Regions from separate parts of the Rattus norvegicus genome. Here region 1 is linked to region 2. The links are chromatin contacts, called in public Hi-C maps. All regions are on one chromosome and are shown on one strand. Each heading gives the region's core, a stretch centred on a gene start, on an enhancer-like site or on the middle of the called end of the contact. The rest is flanking DNA. Distances are from core to core; before and after follow the strand shown. Region 1 overlaps Col15a1 (collagen type XV alpha 1 chain). Region 2 holds the start of Col15a1 (collagen type XV alpha 1 chain).

The links. Hi-C and Micro-C count contacts between places; a contact is called where the count stands out from the background.
Region 1: a contact with region 2 is called in a Hi-C map of psoas muscle, with 1.5 times the contacts expected there. The contact joins the enhancer-like site here to the promoter of Col15a1 in region 2.

Annotation. Positions count from the first base shown.
Region 1 is chr5:66,341,017-66,343,716 of GRCr8, reverse strand. The region is part of intron 5 of Col15a1 (collagen type XV alpha 1 chain); the gene reads right to left. Among named protein-coding and RNA genes, the nearest start is that of Col15a1, 45 kb to the right of the region's middle. Within about 2 kb of position 1,301, at least 23 of the 93 cell types and tissues checked have an H3K27ac peak or open chromatin away from gene starts, as enhancers often do.
Region 2 is chr5:66,296,189-66,298,888 of GRCr8, reverse strand. Col15a1 (collagen type XV alpha 1 chain) reads right to left here and starts at 1,343. Exons shown (of 40, transcript NM_001100535.2): 1 at 1,046-1,343; 2 at 874-962. The coding sequence starts at 1,056. LOC102551073 (a long non-coding RNA gene) reads left to right here and starts at 353. Exons shown (of 3, transcript XR_354003.5): 1 at 353-986.

The DNA.
Region 1 (2,700 bases), core at 52-2,551, 45 kb before region 2:
ACACTAGGGTTTCAGGCTCATTTGCTGCCGCAGCACTCTTTGGGCGTCCTAACAAGACCAGGCACAGCTCTTGATGGTAGACTCCACTGGGTAAATGTTTAGCCCATCATAGCAGGGAGGACTGTTAGGAGGAGCCCTGGGACTTCCGCGTTCACAGTTCAGTCCTTACTGTCAGACTTGGGTGGAATGTCTGCTTTCTATTTAGTTGGCTGACCTACTTTGGACAAATCACACAGCCTCACCAAGCCTCAGTTTTCTCCTCTGTATAATGGGGGGGGGCAATAAAACATGTTCCACAGAAGATGAAAAGAAGGCTCCAAGGTTTTCCAAGGACCCAGGTTCAATTCCCAGCATAACTGGCTCTTACTCCAGGGGAGTTGATGCCCTCTTCTGGCCTCTGTGGGCACTGCACATATGTGATACACAAATATATATGTAGGCAAAACACCCATACACATAAAATAAAAATAAATCTAAAAAGGGGGACAAGGTCAGTGCCAAGCGTGGGAGTAGCCGGAAGAGTGTGGGATGCTGAGGCCCAGCCCAGGAGCCTTGAGCCAGGCACTGAAAAAGTCCAAATAGCAGGAGCCAGATAGGGGTGCTGAAAGAGTGGGAACCCCCAGGAAAAGTAGTAAAGCCCAGCTAGGAATGGCCCACCCAGGGGTGTGTATCTTCTTCTCCTGTGAGGGCTCCAGGAGGAGTCTCTTTGCCCTGGGTCCCTAATGGACCAGGGATGCTTGCCCAACTGTAACCTCCAGGGATACCAATGGCTGGAAGCAAGGGTACATTGTGAGACATGTGGGCCTCAGGACAGATATTTGGAGTAGGCAAGACTGAGGCAAGCAGGAGGACAAGCCTGAAGGAGGATGAGCTGTTACTCAAGGAGATCTCAGTAAGAGTCACTGACCAGCCTTTCAGCCAAAGTCTAACCAAATCTTAGGCAGGCAGCCATGGCTACCTGGACCCTGCTTTGGGGAAAGGTGAGATTCCAGGATCTCACCCTGTGGAGAAAGTGAGGCACCTCATCACACAGCTCCTGGCTGCAGAAGTAATACAGACGAAGAACCAAGTGTGGGCTCTGGCGGTGTAGGCAGGTCTAGTCTGAAGACTTTAGTGTCTTTTCAAATTATTATGGAGGTGTGTTGGTGTGCCTTGCTTTGGTTTTGCCCACCCTCACAGTCACAGTCTGGTGTGCTCATTCACAGATAGGTTTCTGTGTGCCCAATTGTGGGCCGAGCCCTGGGACACATTATGTTACCGTAGCTCCTGCCAGAGCCCAGAGAGGCACAGCCCAGCCCCACCTGCTGTGTCACTGAGCATACAGGATAGCAGAAGCAAGAGCCAAGCTGGAGAGCAGGGCATGGCAGCGGGTAGCCTCACAGGAGAGGATTTGGCCTGGATCCTGAGGTGGATAGGAATTTGCCAGAAGGAAGGAAGCGCGGGTGGAGGTGGGGGTTCCAGGCAAACAGAATTGCACAGAGCTGTCGGGATTGGAAGTCCCAGATGGTATGTCTGGGAAGCCGAGAGCCCTTAGGTGTGGTTGGAAGAGGTCCTGGCTGTGTCTGGGAATCACCCTCAGAGCTCCCTGCCAATGTAGATTCTTGTTCTTTGCTCAGAAACACTGAACACCCCAGGGAAGCAGACCAGGAGCCGCTCTGTTAAAGACCTCTGTCCATCCCATGCACATTTGCATACGGGTGACTCACATGTATAGTCAGAGCTGAAAGACAGAAGTTAATTCTAACTCAGCAGAAGGTAAGCACCTGAGGAGAGGCTGGCTCGGCAGGAGAGACAGGCACGGGGCAGCAGAGGTGCTGACCCTAAATGGGAGGTAGGGGGAGACCTGGACAGGCTGTCTCTGGTTCTGTCTGCCAGTCAGGGTCCAAGTCCTGGAGGGTAGCAAGCTACAAAGGCTGAAAATGAGGAAGTGAGATTCTGCCCAAGAGAGAAGACAGACAGAGAAAGGAGGAACTGTCTGAGACCGAGAGGGAAATCCCCTGCACCAAAACGAGCCATGATGCCCTTCAAGGTGGAGGGATGGCGACCACTCTGGATCTGTGGCCCAAGATGTGACTCTGTCACCTCCAGGCTATGTGGCCTCAACCACAACATGGCTGCTCCATGCCCTCTCCTGTAGAATAGGGGCCCTCTCTGAAATGACACTGATCTCAAAGCAGCACCTGCTCGACGGTGAGAGACTAAGTGAAGGAACATCTGTAGGAGGACAGAAGAACCATGAGGATGGCTTCTGCTGTGTGGGCATTGGGAACCAGCAGCTTTGGGACCAACAGGGTGGACCTAGGGGAATTCTCTTAAGCAGAGGACAGCCATAGGGTGTTTGCACACCTGGACACCAGGAAGCCAGTGTGGAGGGGATTCCAAAAGGAACAGGGAACCCACTGTGTGCTGCATTGAGTCTGGCCCTGAGCTTTCTGGCTTCTTGAAATCCTCACCAGCTAGTCTGCAGTGACCACCATAAACCTTCACCCATCACTGCTGTGGACCAAGGTCTACTTGAGTGTTTGGACCATGTGGCTTGTCCACCTCTCAGACCAATCCACAGAGCAGGCAAGTTCTGCACTAATGGGAGAAGCTGTCTTGGAAACATTAGGTCTCCTGCTGAAGGCCAGTAGCCAGGAGCAACAGGGCTAAGACCTACTCCGGGTAGTGCAATGCTTCTCCCAAGTCCCTAAAAACCGG
Region 2 (2,700 bases), core at 94-2,593:
GAGAGGCTCTGGCTCCAAGCGTCTTCAATGCAACGGGTGAGGGAGGACAAGAACATGCCAAACTGGGTTTGAGTTCTGGTTTTCATAGTTACCACTTCCTAAGCCTCTCAAAGAGTGCTTTTCAACACACACATTTCTGTGAAGAGAAAGGTATCTTTCCTTCTGCCTGCTAAGTACCCAGAAGCATGGAAAGGACATTATTTTCCCTCTGTCCATTACACTTCTCAACCTTTCTGGGAACTATGAGAGTCTAGTTAATCCTTCCTTTCAGATGAGGAAACTGAGGCACTCAGAGTGAAAAGTATTGCCCACAGTCACCCGGCAGAGGAGCGATTCACACCCAGGCAGCTTGACTTTAAGTCAGACCCACTTTAACTCAAGCTTCTGATGCCCTCAGAAGAGAAAGAAAGATCAGTTTCTCAGGCTTAGTCCATCATCCACTGCACCTCTGTTCTGCAGGGATGGGGACCTCTCAGGACTCTGGCTGAATCAAGTGGGCTAGCGACTCTGTTCTGTTCTGTTAGGAACAACCAGGACGTCAAGGTATCTCTGCCGGAGACCTTGTTTCCCATGGATCTGCTCAACTCACAGCCCAGTGTGCAGGACCTCAGCGCGCTTTGGGATACTGTTCCCACTGGCAGTGTGGTGTCACTGTACAACTAAAGTCCCTCTCTGCCTTCTCCGAGGAGCCACATCCAGCTCAGATACTCTGTGTGCCCTGGCTGAAGCAAACGCCTCAGAGCCCAGGAACCCGGGGGGCCGGGAGGACACGGGGCAAGACCGCCTGTGCGCTGCACCAAGCAAGGACTCCCTTTTATGTCCAGGAATGAGGCGCCCCAGCACCCGGGCGCGCAAACGGCGGCTGTGGCTTACCTGTCGCGGCGCGCGTCTGCAGGACGGTGGAAAGCAGCGTGGAGATGATGGAGAGCAGCCACCTCGGGCGCCGGCCCTGCGCGGTCCTCCTGCAAGAAGCGGTGGCAGAGAAGGTGAGGTGGGGGTCGGGCGGCGAGACCAAGGCTCAGGGGCCGTGGGGCGCGGGTCCTACCTGTGTGTCATGGTGCAGCTGCCGGACCCCAGCTCCACTTTGCCCGCGGAACAAAGGCGGCGCTCGGCGGCGGCGGCGGGATCCCGGCTGCCGCCCGTGCCTGAGTCACCCGCGCTCTGAAACCCGACTCCGCCGCGCCCTGCGCTCCCCCACGCGCGGTGCCCCACCTCGCCGCTGGTTCCCGCCGCGCCTCCCTACGCCCCCTTCTTCTCGCCACCCCAGGGCCTTATGTAACACGCGAGGAAAGTCCTGCATGCAGACACAGAGCTCCACAACCTTAGGGCCGCCTGGGATAGCTGGGGTTTCCTTATAGGACAGACTAGGCTATTGAGATTCAGAGGGGAGTGGCAGTGTCCCAAAGCCACACAGTTGAAGTTGCTCCTGGTTGCTGTGCCACGCCCAGCACACCAACCAGGATCCCGCTTGCTTGCCCAGAGAAGCGCGGTGGGGACGGAAGTCATGCACAGAGCTAGGACTTTGAAGGCTTCATGGAGTGTGCACTGAACATTTTGGAATTCCCAAACCTTGACCAAACCTGATCTGGCCTCCTTCCGCCTGTCCCCAAGTTAATGAAGACGGTCCAGAGAAGGCAAGCAATTTATCAAGGTGTCCACCCAGTAAACCATACAAGAAAATCAACATTGGAGGAAACAACAAACCCTCAACGTTGGCCAGGGCACATAGTCAGGTGTATGACCTGCCTGCTGGGGACAAGACACCCCTTAACTAACAAGCAACACAGAGGGCAGGAGTTGGGAGCTTGGCTTTTATGCGTGCTATCCCCAGGAACTCTTGAAGTTTCTAGTGCACTGCAGGGAAAGTGGGGGTGGGGACTGGTCCCTTCTCAGGCCACGAAGTTAATGCTCAGAGTGGCCAGCACAGTACAGTGCTCACTGCTGTCTCCCCTGCTGTGATGATGGCACCTTCAGACCACAGGGGTCAAGACAGGCAGCACAATTGATAGGCTTTTAAGGGAGGCACCAGGGCTGAGGCACCAGGAGCCAAGGCAGGAACAAGGAAGACAGCATTCTAAGGACACTGCCCACTTACAGTGGCTTTGACATCTGTTCACGATGTCTATGGAGGTGAACTCTCTTTCCCCTTTTGTGCCTGCTGTGCTGGGTATAACACTTATTACAAGTTACTAACCATGGGAAGCTGGCTTTCTTGGGTCTGGATTTCTGTATTCTGTGCAAAACGCATCAGCCAGATCTGTAACTGGCTTCCTGGAAAGATTTTCCCTAAGAAGACTGCAGCACCCAAGGCTGTTCCAAATGAAAAGGTTAAGAATAACAGCGTTTAATAATTATGACATGTTTGTTAAGATTCATATTTTGTAGGGCTGGAAGGATGGCTCAGAGGGTAAGAGCATGTAGTGTTCTTGAAGAGAACCCAAGTTCCAGGCACCCACGAACAGTGGCCTACGATCACCTGCAACTCTAGTTCTGGGGTTTCCTCCTCTAGGTTCTGTGGGCACTCCCACATGCATGTCCATACAGACACACAGATACACTTGCATGCAAATTGATAAACCTTCCTTTAAAACCCAAATTTGTGGATTATTAAAGTTCAGGTAGACCTATTGACATGGAATCTGCATTTTCGAGGCCAATTTTATTGGAATTGAATCGGTTCAGGCAATAATCTCCAGTTTA